Linked DNA regions of Anser cygnoides: region 1 is linked to region 2. The links are chromatin contacts, called in public Hi-C maps. All regions are on one chromosome and are shown on one strand. The core of a region is the stretch at or near the end of the contact, and the rest is flanking DNA. Distances in the headings are between cores, read along the strand shown.

Evidence for each region. A called contact is a pair of places that touch in the nucleus more often than the background predicts.
Region 1: a Hi-C map of liver shows a contact between it and region 2, with 5 times the contacts expected there. The contact joins two enhancer-like sites. A contact is called at or near these places in 4 of 7 Hi-C or Micro-C datasets (fetal liver and liver).

What each region holds. Positions count from the first base shown.
Region 1 is chr5:62,901,477-62,908,255 of Taihu_goose_T2T_genome, forward strand. GCH1 (GTP cyclohydrolase 1) reads left to right here. Exons shown (of 6, transcript XM_048066252.2): 5 at 19-103; 6 at 657-3,103. The coding sequence ends at 783. Among named protein-coding and RNA genes, the nearest start is that of GCH1, 21 kb to the left of the region's middle. Within about 2 kb of position 5,530, at least 2 of the 3 cell types and tissues checked have open chromatin away from gene starts, as enhancers often do. A contact at or near this core is called in liver, where this site is marked.
Region 2 is chr5:62,860,197-62,867,185 of Taihu_goose_T2T_genome, forward strand. It overlaps WDHD1 (WD repeat and HMG-box DNA binding protein 1), which reads left to right. Exons shown (of 26, transcript XM_066998604.1): 13 at 1-10; 14 at 1,178-1,419; 15 at 1,909-2,046; 16 at 2,718-2,874; 17 at 4,694-4,808; 18 at 6,217-6,348; 19 at 6,716-6,936. Among named protein-coding and RNA genes, the nearest start is that of TRNAG-UCC, 6.6 kb to the left of the region's middle. Within about 2 kb of position 2,880, at least 1 of the 3 cell types and tissues checked has open chromatin away from gene starts, as enhancers often do. A contact at or near this core is called in liver, where this site is marked.

The DNA.
Region 1 (6,779 bases), core at 4,280-6,779, 44 kb after region 2:
TCCCTGCTCTCCTTTCAGTCCAGGAGCGCCTTACCAAACAAATCGCAATAGCCATCACAGAAGCCTTACAGCCCGCTGGAGTTGGAGTGGTTATCGAAGCTACGTAAGTTGCTCTGAGCTGTTCTGCTGTGATGTAGGGGCTGGGTGAGATTCCAGTGGTGCTGCCTTTTGGCTCTCCAGCTGCTGCTGCTGCTGTGTGCCGTGCTTCTTAGAGTGCAGGCAGGTGTGATCTTAGCCTGCTCAGTGAAATGGCCTGGTGGGTTGGAGCTGTTTGAAGTGGGGGCTTGCCTTAAGCAGCATAGAGATGTGAAAAGTGGGAGCGTGGTTAGCTGTCCCAGTTGCACTGGATCCACGTTCTGCCTACAATGCACCCTCTACAGCAGAGCTCGAGTCTAGCACCAGGCATGTTGTTGTGATCCCACTGGAAAAGTGTGATTTTTGCTAGGATCTAAGGAGAGAAGGCAGTGCTCAGGAGCTGAGAACTTTTTTTCCCTAGAGAATAACTGAGATCCACTGGTGATTCTGACAGATCTCCATTCTGGATATGGACATTATTTCCACCGTACTTAACGTGACCCTGTACAAATCATCTGTCTTCATGGGATTGCTTCTTTAGAGTACGTCTGACTTACTGACTTTCCTCTCATTTCTTCTAGGCACATGTGTATGGTAATGCGTGGGGTACAGAAAATGAACAGTAAAACAGTAACCAGCACAATGTTGGGGGTATTCCGGGAAGATCCAAAGACCCGTGAAGAATTCTTGACACTCATCAGGAGCTGAAACTGTTTTTCTCTGAATGCACTCTGGAGATTGTTCTGTCCAGTGTCACTGTCTGTTCTTACTTGTTCCTACATCTCACTCTTAAACTAAATTGTTGTGAATTGTTGTCATAGTCTTTGTTCAGTAAAAGACTTCTGATGGCAAACAAACTGTAATGATGAGGTAGGCTCCTCCTGGATTTCCGATGATGCTGATATCACAGAATTACAGGCTACAAATAGGGTTTTGAAAACACTTTTTCTCCATCTACAGTGCAGAATATACTGCTGTTAGGAGAAAAGCATGGTTTGGGAGTGAAGTGGATATTTATGAAATAGTTACGTTAGTAGAATAAATACGATGCAGCACAGGAAACAATTGAAAGGCTGTGGATCCTTGTAGGACCACTTACATGCTGCAAATACTTTTATCTCTGCTGAAAAGAATGGTCCTGAATTGTCTCTGGCTAATTTTATTACAAGTCTTGCAGTGGCTGTTTCAGTATCTGGATATGTATGTTTTACCTCTCTGAGATGTTACCTCTGGTGGTGTTTTATATTCTTGCTAGTATTAACCCTCCTTTTTTTTGTTGAATTTGTCTGAGGATTTAAAACACACTTTTCCTACCCTCTTAACATGCAGGGAATTACCTTCTAAGTGATTTGGAACATTCTTATCTCTCTGTATTAAGGGTTTTATGCACCTTTTTCTCTGTGCCTCAGAAGGTCTCACCACTTTAACTGTCGGTTTCTTACTATTTTTAAGCAAACTTTAATGGGGTGTGCGGGGAACCCAGAATCTGTCTGCAAAGAGCTATGATATCCAAAGAGTTTTTTAATATTTGTCTTGAGTTTTCCTTCTTGGATTTCCATGAGCTAGACTAAGAAACTAGATCTAGTCTGATCTGAAAATGAAGGTTTTTTTCAAGCATTTCAAGATTTGCATCTCTTCCACATTGGACCAAAGGTGGGCACTGAAATCCTGAACGCAGCACATTGTACTTCTGCCTGTTGGCAGGTCATTCCAGGCCAAGGTAAACTGAGATGACAACTTATTTCATAAGAGCAATTGAGAAAAGCATTTCCATGCCCATGAAAATGAATTAGACCACAATTTTCTGTCTATGTGGCAACCTCTGTATGTGGCAGTATTGGTACAAAAAGTTTCAGTCAGCTGGACTTGGCTGAACTTCTTCTACTTTGTTACAATTTTAATGGGAGTTTTGTAACTCTTAATTGGGAAAACATGATGCACAAATGAAAACCACCCTTCTCAAACTAAGCACAGGAGGCAAAACTTAACAAAGGAAATGTCAGCCAGGGTGTCAGATGCCCACAGCGCAGGTTCCCATAGTCACACTAGCTATGCTGAATATGAATCCAAGATGTTCTCTGTGCTAAACCTAAAAGGCAGTTCCTTGTCTGGCAAGCTGTGTCTTACCAACTTGTATGCATTCCTGCCTGTCACACAACCCTTGCGGGGAAACAATGAAAATCAAGCCAGGTCAAATTTCCATTGAGCCTGAAGAACTTTAAAGAGCACAAATAAGACAGGCTTAAAAAAAAAAAACAAAACAACACAAACACCCCAATTTATTACTGTAACTACCCTCACTTCTTGCCAATAGCCTCCTGTGTTTAATATAGTAGCTTTACCTTGGCCATCTTCACAGGGTTATTGGACAGATGTTTTATAATATTCTCTATCTTGGATTCTGTTAGGTGCTACAGAAGCTTGTCTGCTAGCATGAACAAGCTGTGTGTTGCACACTTATAAAATACACTAACTCTATGGCTTTCATTCTCCTTAAATGATTGAGAGCAGTTATTGCCGCTTTTCAGTTCAGTCTTGGTTTCAAATATTCAGCTGAAAAGCCTTAAGTCCTTCTTGCCTGAAGTTCAGAGTAAAACTCCTTTTTAGCTCAACAGCTGGGAGGTGAGTTTGAGGACCAAAGAGGTGCACACAACTGTTTCCCTCTGCTCGCTTCAGTTGCTTGAAAACTGAGTCTCTGTAAAACACGTTCTTACTCCTGAGGTAGTGAAAAGTTTGTGTTTTAACCACTTATCTCTATTCAGGATAAAGTTCATATTGCACCACCGCTGTTTTTTATTTCCATGTGACCTGTAGTCCTTAAAACATACCTCTCTACTCGTGGCCTTGGATTTTGTTCACATATTTGTTGTAAGACTTGGTGCATTTTTTGGGAACGTTAATATTGGTCAAATACATGAGCTTTAACTACAACTAGTGTGTATATATGTATAGTTCGTACAGCCTACTCTTGTATCACGTTAAGTGTCCGTTGCCTCTAAAACATTAAAGCACAGTATTATCCTTTGGAGTGGTAGCGTCCTTGGTGGCTCTGAAAGGCGATGGCATCGCGCAAGGAAGCGGGTGGGGGAGTTTCTGTGCTTGCAAGTGCTCCAGCCCTGTGATGAGGTGCTCAGCTGCTCTTCTGAAACAGCAGTTGTCCCTGGTTGCTGGCAGGGCACCAAAAAAAAAATAATTCTCCAAGACGGTGCAACTTTTCTTGTTCTCATCTTCAGTGTCATAGGAAGCAGCAGCAAATATCTTGGAGCAAGGAAGGGAGGAAGCAGGGGCTGCTCCCAAGCGTCCTTTTGAGGTCCCTTCACGCTTAACTCTTGCTCTTTTATGTCACCAGGCAGTTTCAGGGGATGAGATGGTGTCTGCTGCGGTTGGAGCTGTGGCTGCACCAGCAGGTGAGCGTGTCCTAAAAGCTGCCCCCCTCTGGAGGGGAGTGCTTCTTGGGCTCACCTGCAGCCTGGATGAGAAAATAAGAGGAAGAAGAAATGAAATGCCTGTATAAAAGTTAGCAGTCACTTTGCTAATCTCTTATCTACGTCTCTGTGTCAAAGCACAAGATGAAACAGGCCAGGCTGGGGAAAAGGCAGCCAGAGAAATTTTGGGGCTGCAGGCAGGGATGGGGAATGTGCTGGGTGCAGCATGCTGTGTGGGTGAACTTCGCGGCAGTCACAAATGGACAAGGAATAATGAATGAAAGCCCCCTCCGGTCTCGTGTTTTTTTTTCTAAACGGACTGTGCTGTTTGGACATGGCTCTCCTGGGAAGCCTCAGAGCACTTTTATGAATTGTCTTTGTTGTAAAGCTGAGCTGCTTCTGCTTTTCTCATGGCTGTATGTTAAAGCTGGTGATTATGGTGGGAAACAGCCTTTCTGCCAAAACAGATGCTTCTGCAAGAAGTTTTCTATTCCCTGCTTTTTTTTTTTAGGTGTGGGATTTGAAAGGAACCTCCCTGCTTTTGTAATCATGTGAAAAATCTGTTTTCTTTGAGGTGAAAAAATACTCGCCTTGGGAGTGTTTACAGCTCAAAAAACCTGATGAGAGTGCTAAGAACCAAAGCTGTAGGAGAACCAAGCTCTGTTACAAAAATGACAAACTCCTGTCCCTAAACTACCCCACCCCAGGAGATCCCATCTCTTAGCACAGGCTGCATTCATTTCCTGATAATGTTCAATGGTAACCTTCAGGAAATGGATGCTTCTCAGGTGTTTTTGATTGCCACCCATACAAGCAGCTCCTTTTGTGTTTGTACTTTCACCTTGATTTTCTTTCCAGTGTTTTCAGTCATCTCTTCCGCACGTGACGCAGCGTCGCTTGTCCCTGATTCACCGCCCCAGCTCCTGGGCACGGCTCCTGGGTCCCCTTGCTTTGCCTTTCGCTTTCAGGTGCAGACGTTGTGTTTTGGTGCAGGTAACTTCTCTCAGCCAGGAGGCAATTAGTCCCTGCAGCAAAGAGCTAGGAGCCTGTCCTTGTCGTGTCAGTGTCCTTACGTATCCCCGCTTCCTGGCTAGGTGCATCCTCTGAGCTCCAGTGCAGCTCCTGCCCAGCCCTGCATGGGGCTGGACCTCACGCTGCCTTTGTGCTCTCAACCCACCTGTGCTTTGCAAGAGAATGTAGAAAATCTACAAGTCCAAATGCTTCTTCCTCAAAGCATCCTCTTGTGTGCAACCAGCAGCTGCTGGTGACCAAGGTTGGTCACACAGGTGGTGAACATGGGATCCTGCTGCCTGTGGATGTGAGATGTGGAGTCAGAAGACGCTCTTCCTAGCCAAAAATCTCTCTTCCTAGGCTGCAGTTGAGGGCCCTGATAATCCTGGAGGCTTTATGTAGCCGTCGCAACCTTCCAGGCAACCTTCCAGCAGCCCATGGTTGCTTAATGAGCTCAAATTGCTCATTACCTGGCCTCTGGTTTCTGCCCCTGCTGTCTCTATCGAGTTATCGGTGTTGGGAAAGACTCTGCAGTCAGCTCTGCCCTTTGAGCTTTAGCTAAGCCCTTCTGCTGAACTCCTGGAAATAACCTTTATGAAAAGCTTGCCTTCCAGTTGTATTTAAAGTTGCAGTCATGGTTTGGTAATCAAGAGGATATAAAAGATTAAAGCCCTTTTTAATAAGTCTTGGTCTGGGCTGGTAAGAGGGACATCAAACAAATCATTGTGCACAGTATTCAAAACAAATTTTGCTGAAATAACCCGAAGGATATCATAGCAAGGATTATTTTTAACAGCTTTTAGTGTGTGCTTGGTGGTGGAGTGTTGCAGGGGAGGCAGAGTGTACCTACCGCGTCTCCTCTCTGCACCGCTGCTCCAATTGCAACAGGAAAGCGAAGGTTAAAACCCTGCCATAAGAGTCATTGAGCTACACAGGCCTATTTATTAAACTGTTTTAAAAGTGCTAAGGCAAACCAGAGTCTTACTTCTTTTCCCTGGGCTGTCCTAATGCCAGCAAGGCAGCAATTCCTGCGGGGGTTCCCTCTGCCTAGCCTCCACGAGTGACAGAGCAGTGGGGCTGTCTGGCTTTGTCCCCTCCGCACCAGGGAGGCACTTGAGATTGCCCAGGGGCTCTTTTTCCAACCCTCTCCCCATTTCTCCATCACCCGTGTGCACCCAAACCCCTTTCAGGGTACAAGAACAGTGCTGGGAGCTGCAGGAGCTGGGGACCAAGGTCCTGGTGCAGGTGTCAGCACACCCTGCAGCAGATCCATGCATGGGAAAAGGGTTCTGTATTTCCTGCAAAAATGATGTAATCAGCACCCAGCGTTAGCAAGGCTATTACACTTTAGTCAAGGAAAGGCTGGGGAGGCGGGGTGTTATCTTTATATTAAAACCGATGATATAAAAGACCGGTGGCTTTCACCTGCTGCAGGAGGCAGAGTTCATCCTTAGCATGCTCCTCCTGCTCTAGCCATAAAAATCACCAGTTTTGTGGTCCGGGGATATGCTAATTACCAGGAGACAAAAAAAACATTGCCTCCAACACCTGTCCTGTTGGTGTCACTGTTGTGATGTACCTGCGGGATGCAGTTAGGGCCTGCAGGATCTCCGCTTGCTTTTCAGGCTGTGCAGGGTTACAGCCTTAGCCCTGCATCAACCCTTCCCACGGGGACCTGGATCCGAGCTCCGTGGGGGTGTCAGCCCTGGCTGTGCACCGCTGAGGCCCCTGCACACCTGGCCGGGAGCCTCCTGCTCCGGTTGTCCCCACTGCTTGTCACTGGGGAGGTGAAACTGGGGGGGCAGTGACTGCTACCATGTGGGATCAATGAGAATGGAGGAAAGAAGAAACTCAGACAGGGCAGGGTTTTGCAGGAAAGCGGCAGCAGTGGGAATGACAGCTGGTCGCAGAGATCCTGTTCTTCAGCTCGGCGATGCTCGGGCCATGCTCATTTACACCCCGAGGAGCAAGAGGAGCAACAGGGCAAGAGGCCCTGGCTGGGTGGCAGCGCCCCAGCCGCAGCCGGGCACGCACAGTCTGTGGCTCCCTCTGCTGAGCCCGGCCTGGAGCTCTCGCAGGAGAGGAGTGAGAGCTTTCACGGGGCTGGAAGCAATTTTTGGGGCGGCTGCGAGGCCTCGGGCTTGCCCGAAGCCAGGCAGGGGGACAAGGGTGGGATGGGGGCACCCAGCCCCACCGCGGGGCGATGCTGCATCGGGAGCCCCTGCGCAGGGCTGGAGGCGGCGGTGGACTCTCAAAAAGCAGGGGGCT
Region 2 (6,989 bases), core at 1,630-4,129:
AACTTGCAAGGTAAGTCACGGCTTTGCTCTGTCAAACCCATAGTATGGGATTACACTTAGCATGTTCCATATATTTCAGCTTTTATTGCTTTTTTTTTTTTGGAGATTTTTGGCTTTTGATCTTGCTTTTTTATTTATGGGACCACTTCTGAGGAGGAATTTTCACACCCACCTACTTGTAGACTTCAAGGTATTGTAGGATGTATTTTGTTTCCTGAGGTTTTTCTCTAAATCCTTTTTTTCAAGTATATATACTAGAAAGTTCACGCATTGCTAGCTCAAAGGAAATTGTAAACATGAACAATAGTCCTTCAGTCAGCTCAGATCAATGATAAATCATAAGGGCTCTGCTACTTCTTTTCACGCTGTTGCTATGGAAAGATGTTTGGAGCTAGCTGAAGAATTATCATGTGAAGAACACAAGTTCAGGAAACTATAGTAGAAAACTTAAAGCAGCAGGACTACTCTGCTCTTGTATTTAAGAACGGTATTGTGTGGGTTTTTTTGTTTTTTTTTGTGGAAATATGTTGAAGGAAGAACTTTCTGCCTATTCTGGCACATACAACACTATGATAACTTGAAAAGCAAACTTTACCTGTAGGAGTATTATTTCTATGTATTGGTTGTCTGACTCTGAAAATTTCTTTTTTTTTTTTTTTTTTTTCCTAAATGAGGTAAACATCTGAGTTATCTATGAAAAGCTGTGGTGTCTGTAAATTGGTTGCAGACAATTTTCAATCATTAAGACTGCAGAATCCAAGTTCCTAATCTTTTGCTCCTGAAGGATATCACAATGTGACAGACTTACAATCAGGCCTGATTGTCAGGGGTACTGAACACTTTCAGTTCTTGCAATGTTAATTAAGCAAGATGCTTATCTGTTTCCATCCAAAAATCGCCACTCAGACCTCTGAAGTGTCTCTGCTTCATGCTTTAGAGGCTGTAAATCTGCGGTGCTGGAGACTGAGCAGGCTCTTCAGTTCTTGAATAATAACGTAACAGCTTTGCAAACGACCACTCGTAATCTGTAGGATGACGCAGTTCCTATGACAGGCACAGATTCTAGGCCTCTGATAGAAACACAATATATTCATGTAGTTAAAATGCATGATATATTTTCAGATATTGTGTTTTTCTTCTTGTGATACTTCACTGCTGTTCTTTGTCTCTTTTTTAGCAAGCTCCACTGCATTCATTTTAGCTCATGGGATACAAACAAGGAGTGGACGGTAGATATGCCAAAGGACGAAGATATTGAGGCTATCTGTCTAGGTCAGGGCTGGGCTGCTTGTGCCACTAGTGCCTTATTGGTTCGTCTGTTCACAGCTGGAGGAGTTCAGAAAGAGATCTTCAGTCTCCCAGGTCCTGTGGTGTCCATGGCAGGACATGGAGAGCAGTTGATGGTTATTTATCACAGAGGTATTTTCTCCCTTCTGTCTTTTTTGAACTGTGCTTTCGTTCAGTCCTTGTCTGTTACTGGCTTCAAATACTTCAAATACTTCATATTTGTGCATAATCACCAGAATAGTTTTACTTTTCCTTCTTCTTGTCTTCTTGATGACACTTTTACTGTCACAACCTATAACTTTTTGGAATCTGACATCAAAGCCTATGTTTTATATTGGGATGCCTAGATTAACTTGTGGGGAACAGGAGAATTTTGTAACAGTAGCATAAATAGATTAAATTTAGGTTTCAGATACGCCAGAATGAATTACTACAGGAAATTAAGGAACTACTTTGCATGCTTTGTATGTCCAAAATGACAAATAGTCGCTTGTCTGATAGTTGTATTCATGAATAATGCTGCCTTAGAATTAATTATTGATTCAAAACTTATTTAAATTTAGCCAAGAGACAAGACAATTCTTTGCTTTTTGATGTAGTCATTGAACAACTTCATCCTAGGTACTGGGTTTGATGGGGACCAATGCCTCGGAGTACAGCTGATGGAGCTAGGAAAAAAGAAAAAGCAAGTTTTGCATGGAGACCCTCTTTCTCTTACAAAGAAGTCCTATTTGACGTGGGTTGGATTCTCAGCAGAAGGTATGAATAACATTGAGAAATATTGAAGATATTAGGTGATTTTTGGAGGGGGGGTTGGATAGCTAACACCCCCTTAGTAAAGGCAATTCTGGGACCTAGATTTCCCCTCCCCGCCCCCTAAATCTCCTCAATGCTAAACAAAGTTGTTTTTCTGTTCTTTATGAATATTTATAAGAAATCTTTAATATGTTTCCACTATGAGTAGAATACACTTGAGTATTACCAGAATTAAATTTCCCGATCAGTTGCCCTGCTCAGCAAAAAGAAATAAACTGCATAAGTGCATCATAATTGGCATGTTCAACATAACTATCTCAGCACAAGTCCCCACAGAAAAGCTGGTAGGTTGGGAGGAGTTTGTATAATAACTAGAAAAAAGTAATTGTAAAATGGCTAACGTTCTTTGGGATCTACCCAAGTAACAGAAATTTGAGTTCATAAAATGTTTTAAAGTCTTAAATTTGGACGTGAGTCAGTAGCAGTGGTATTGGCTGTCAGAAGGTGGCGCATCTTTCTAAGGAAACTCGTTTTTCCCAGTTAGGTTGTACTGTTTGGGTTGTTGCCTTTGAGTTATGTAAAACGTCATTTCGCAGCAGTATCCACCAGTTCAAACTTACTCGCGTCATAATTAGTTGCCTGCAAGAACAGTTGTCTACATTTGTACCCAACAGGTACCCCCTGTTACGTGGATTCTGAGGGAATTGTGCGGATGTTGAACCGAAGACTCGGGAACACTTGGATTCCAGTGTGTAACACAAGAGAGCATTGCAAAGGAAAATCTGATCATTATTGGGTCGTGGGCATCCACGAAAACCCCCAGCAGCTCAGGTCAGCTATTCCACAAAAGAAGTGCTTCTTTTGTTGTGCTTGTAATTTATAGAACACCTCATAGTAGGAGAAACTGCAAACAACTATTACTAAAGCAGGTAGCTAGTAAATGTGCATGGTGATTGATCAAGTTCATGAATGCAATTCTGCATGGATGTTTCATTAGTCAATTTGTTCTGAATAAACTCATTGGTTTTATAACGTGTAACAGACTAATACTGGCTTCTTGCCGTGGCTAACAGGCATGAGCACTTTTTATTATGAAATCACACATCTCTGATGCAGGCAGATTCAAAGGACTGCACTTTGCTAGAGAATGCTACTAAAAACTTGAAGTTGCTGTTAGGATTCTGCTTCTGCTGTTGGTATATACGTATTTCTTAAGTTTCTAGTTTTTTTTTTTTCCTACCTATGCTTTTTCCTTCTGCCCATTTGAGAAGACTACAATCCTGTGACTAATCTACATCACTAGGCACAGATAAATAAGAAAAATCTGATATTATATTAGTATTTATGCTGTGGCCATGAAGAACAATTTTGTGAAAGTGCTGATGTGTTCAAATAAATATTTAGCCGAGAGTGAGCCATTACTTCAAAATGGGACCATGATGATGTCTAAATAACTTTACTCCTCTTAACTCCTATGATGCTTGTTACAGGTTAGTTGCTAAGCTTTGTTTGTAGTCTTCTTTATTCAGTGATACGTGTCCTTTGCCTAGCAGCTCAGAAGCTGTCAGCTTACGTTTTATAGGCATTTGGGCTCTCTTACTTTGCTAATCATGCACAATTTTGGGTGTTGGTGGAAGACTGCGTTTTATTTATATTCATGTGACACTTTTTGAAATCCTCTGTTTTACGCAGGAAAGAAAATACTTTGATATCACAAGTAAATATCAATTAACTGTCCGTTTTTCCCTCCAAAATATTAAGTAATGTTGGCCTTTCAAAAATTCACCAAAAATGCACAGGACACGTCACACTGATGGGATGATCAACTATGAGTCAGTCATCTTGATTTTTTTCCCCCCCTTCTACTCCAAGAAAGAAAACACTGCTCTCGGAATTGCAAAGAGCATTTTATTCAAAGCCACTAGCATATTGAAGATAAGAAGGGGGAGGGTTATTGTAGAAACACCATATGCCGTAATCAACACAGAACACTAATGCTTCCTGTTTTTTTTTTTCCTAGCGTTTGAAACACTAGCTTAAAGCTATAAAAAGAGGCATTTTTGTTGGTGCTCCTTGGTGCTGCTGGAAATACAGCTCTTCCCCGACGTTTTGCTTTAGTGATTGTTACCAGAGTAGTAGTTTAATGAAACAGACTGTGTTTTCAGTATGTGTATGTGCAGCTTTCCCCCCTCTGTGTGCCTGGACGCAGCACTGTTCTCATGAAGTCCAAAACCCCCATCAGAATAAATGGTAGATGTGCCTGCTGTTTCTCCAGTGGCCTTCAGTTTTTCAGTAGTTCCTGAGTTTAATAAGCTTCATTTCCATTTTGTAATTGCTGTTAAACAGTGTGTTGTGTGAGATAGAGACCTGTGCCTGTTACGTGCCATGTTTGGAGTTTCTGGTGTGAACAAGAGCAGCGTGTGCCTGCTGGTTTTAAAATCTTTTATTGGTTGCAATGTAAAAATAACCCTTTATAATACAATCTAATGTATTGCTATACTTAAGTCAGTAATTTAATTACTACTTTTTAAAGAACAAATCCTCTTAAAGTATCTTGCTTCTTAGGAGACATGATTTAGATGTAGAACAACTGGTGACTCTGTAGCTGATGAGGACGGTGTGTGTTTTTTTTGTTGTTTCCTGTGTACAGGTGTATTCCCTGCAAAGGAGCCCGATTCCCTCCTACGCTCCCACGTCCTGCCGTAGCAATATTACCTTTTACGCTTCCTTACTGTCAAGTTACAACAGAAAAGGGACAGATGGAGGTATGGAATGGTGTTGAGTCCACAGCTGATAGTCTTAGACATCCCCATAGTAGGGATTATATAAGATTCCCATTAATCATCTCTACTACGAAGAGGGTAGTGCAAACTCTGAGTAAGGCACCTGGCTAAGGAGGTTATTTGGGTTCAGGGGTTATTTGGGTGTAGCCCGTTCAGTTTGGTTTGCTTCCCAACTGGTTCTAGAAGAATACAAAATAAAGTCCTTAGAGTTGACACAAGGTTTGTATTTACACATAATCTCTTTCTGAGCAATCAAGTTTCTCTCTGGTTTGTTTGTTTAAAAAGTTGGAAGTGGCCTAATATTTGAGGAAGTGCAGGATTTGGGGATTCGGTCTGAGATCCCCTTGAAGATGCCTATTTTATTTTTTTTTAGGCACAGTCATTTTTCTGGAAGATGTTTTTTGAAAGACGTTTTAAGTATTCCCAGTAATCATTCTGAAAACATAGGCCTTCATATTTTCTTAAGGCAGAGTCTAATTGAAGATGTATGTGCGAAGAATATCCAGGAAGCTGTTATCTCTTTTTCAAATTTTATTAGTCTAATTTTTTTTAATGTGGGGTTCAGCTGTAGTGTACAAAATAGAAAAGGACATAAAATTCTAACATAAGCCTCAGAGTCTGTTTAATGCTATTTGAAATTGATTCTCCTTGATACAAGTGTGGAAGAAAAGGCTTCAATAACAAATACTTTATTCTTTTTTATGAACTCATTCTCATTCCTTTCAAAGTTGTTTTTTTGTTTGTTTTGTTTACTTGATGGACTATGTTGTTTGTTTGTTTTATCCTTTTTTTTTCCCTTGTCCTTTCCAAATCAGGAACTGTATTTTACCCAGAGGAATATGTACATCTGTGTAAATTGTTCTTATAAAGAAACAGGTGATTCCTAATAGATCTGATAAAAAGACATTGGTTTTGAGTAAGTTATTTTGCCACAGAGCTAGTCTGGTCTAATGGCCTTACTAGTATTTCCCTGAACAACCTGTCTCGCAAACGTTACTCCTGCAGTTACAGAGTTATTGTGGAATATTTCCATTTCACTCTGAGACAGAAAATATAAGAGAAAGTATTCAATTTGTTCTATAACAGCTCATACTGGTAGCAATCTGGTGAACATGTAGGTTTTGTCCTGCTGAAAGCCTGTAATAGAAATGGAATTTAAAGAGAGGATGACTGTTGGGATGGGTTTGTATGTTAGCGTGGTCTATTTTTCCTCACTAGGCATTGGTGTTTAAAGAGAATTGTCTGCCACTCACCCGTCATTATAAAATGAAAGAAACGTTTAAGAATGAGTTGATAAAACGCTTTGTAAATTATTAGGTGTAGAGGTGAGAGCTTTGTATTTTTTCACCCTCCCTCTGACCTCCAGCATGCATCTTTCTCCCATTTTCAGGAACAATACTGGCGTTCCATTGTTTTTCACAACCACGTGGATTACCTGTCAAAAAATGGCTATGAAGTTGATGAAAATGCTACAAGTCAGTCAGTGAAAGAGCAGCAAGAGCTTCTAATGAAATTGTTTGCTGTAAGTACAAATACCTTAAAAAATAGAATGCCCAAGACTTTATTTTGAGTAGATAGCATTTGATGCAAATTTAGATGTGATTGCTCTTCGTAGAAATGTGGCTGGTTATCAGGGATCTCTCCAGCTACAATAAGAGGTGGATAGCAATTAATGTTATTACTTATCAATATGAAGGGTTCTTACCAAAAAAAAAAAAGTCTTTTTCTTTGCTATGCAGTTCATAATTGTTGGTGATTTGTCTTTATTCATTCAGTACATAAAAAAACAAACAAACAAACAAACAAAAAACACATAATATTCTGGTCCTAGAGTCATCAGGGAGCTGTATAAGTGAAGTGTGTAACTCTCAAGGCTTTCCTCCTTTCAGCTTTCTTGTAAACTGGAGCGTGAATTTCGTTGTGTGGAACTTGCTGACCTCATGACACAAAACGTTGTGAATTTAGCAATCAAGTATGCTTCTCGCTCTCGAAGGCTAAATTTAGCCCAGCGGCTTAGCGAAATGGCTGTAGAGAAAGCAAGTGAATTGGCAACAGCACTGGAAGAAGAAGAGGAGGAGGAAGAGGATTTCCGAAATCATCTGAATGCTGGGTAAGACAAATTTCTGAGATTAAAAACCTGGGAATGTTTTTACTGATTTATTA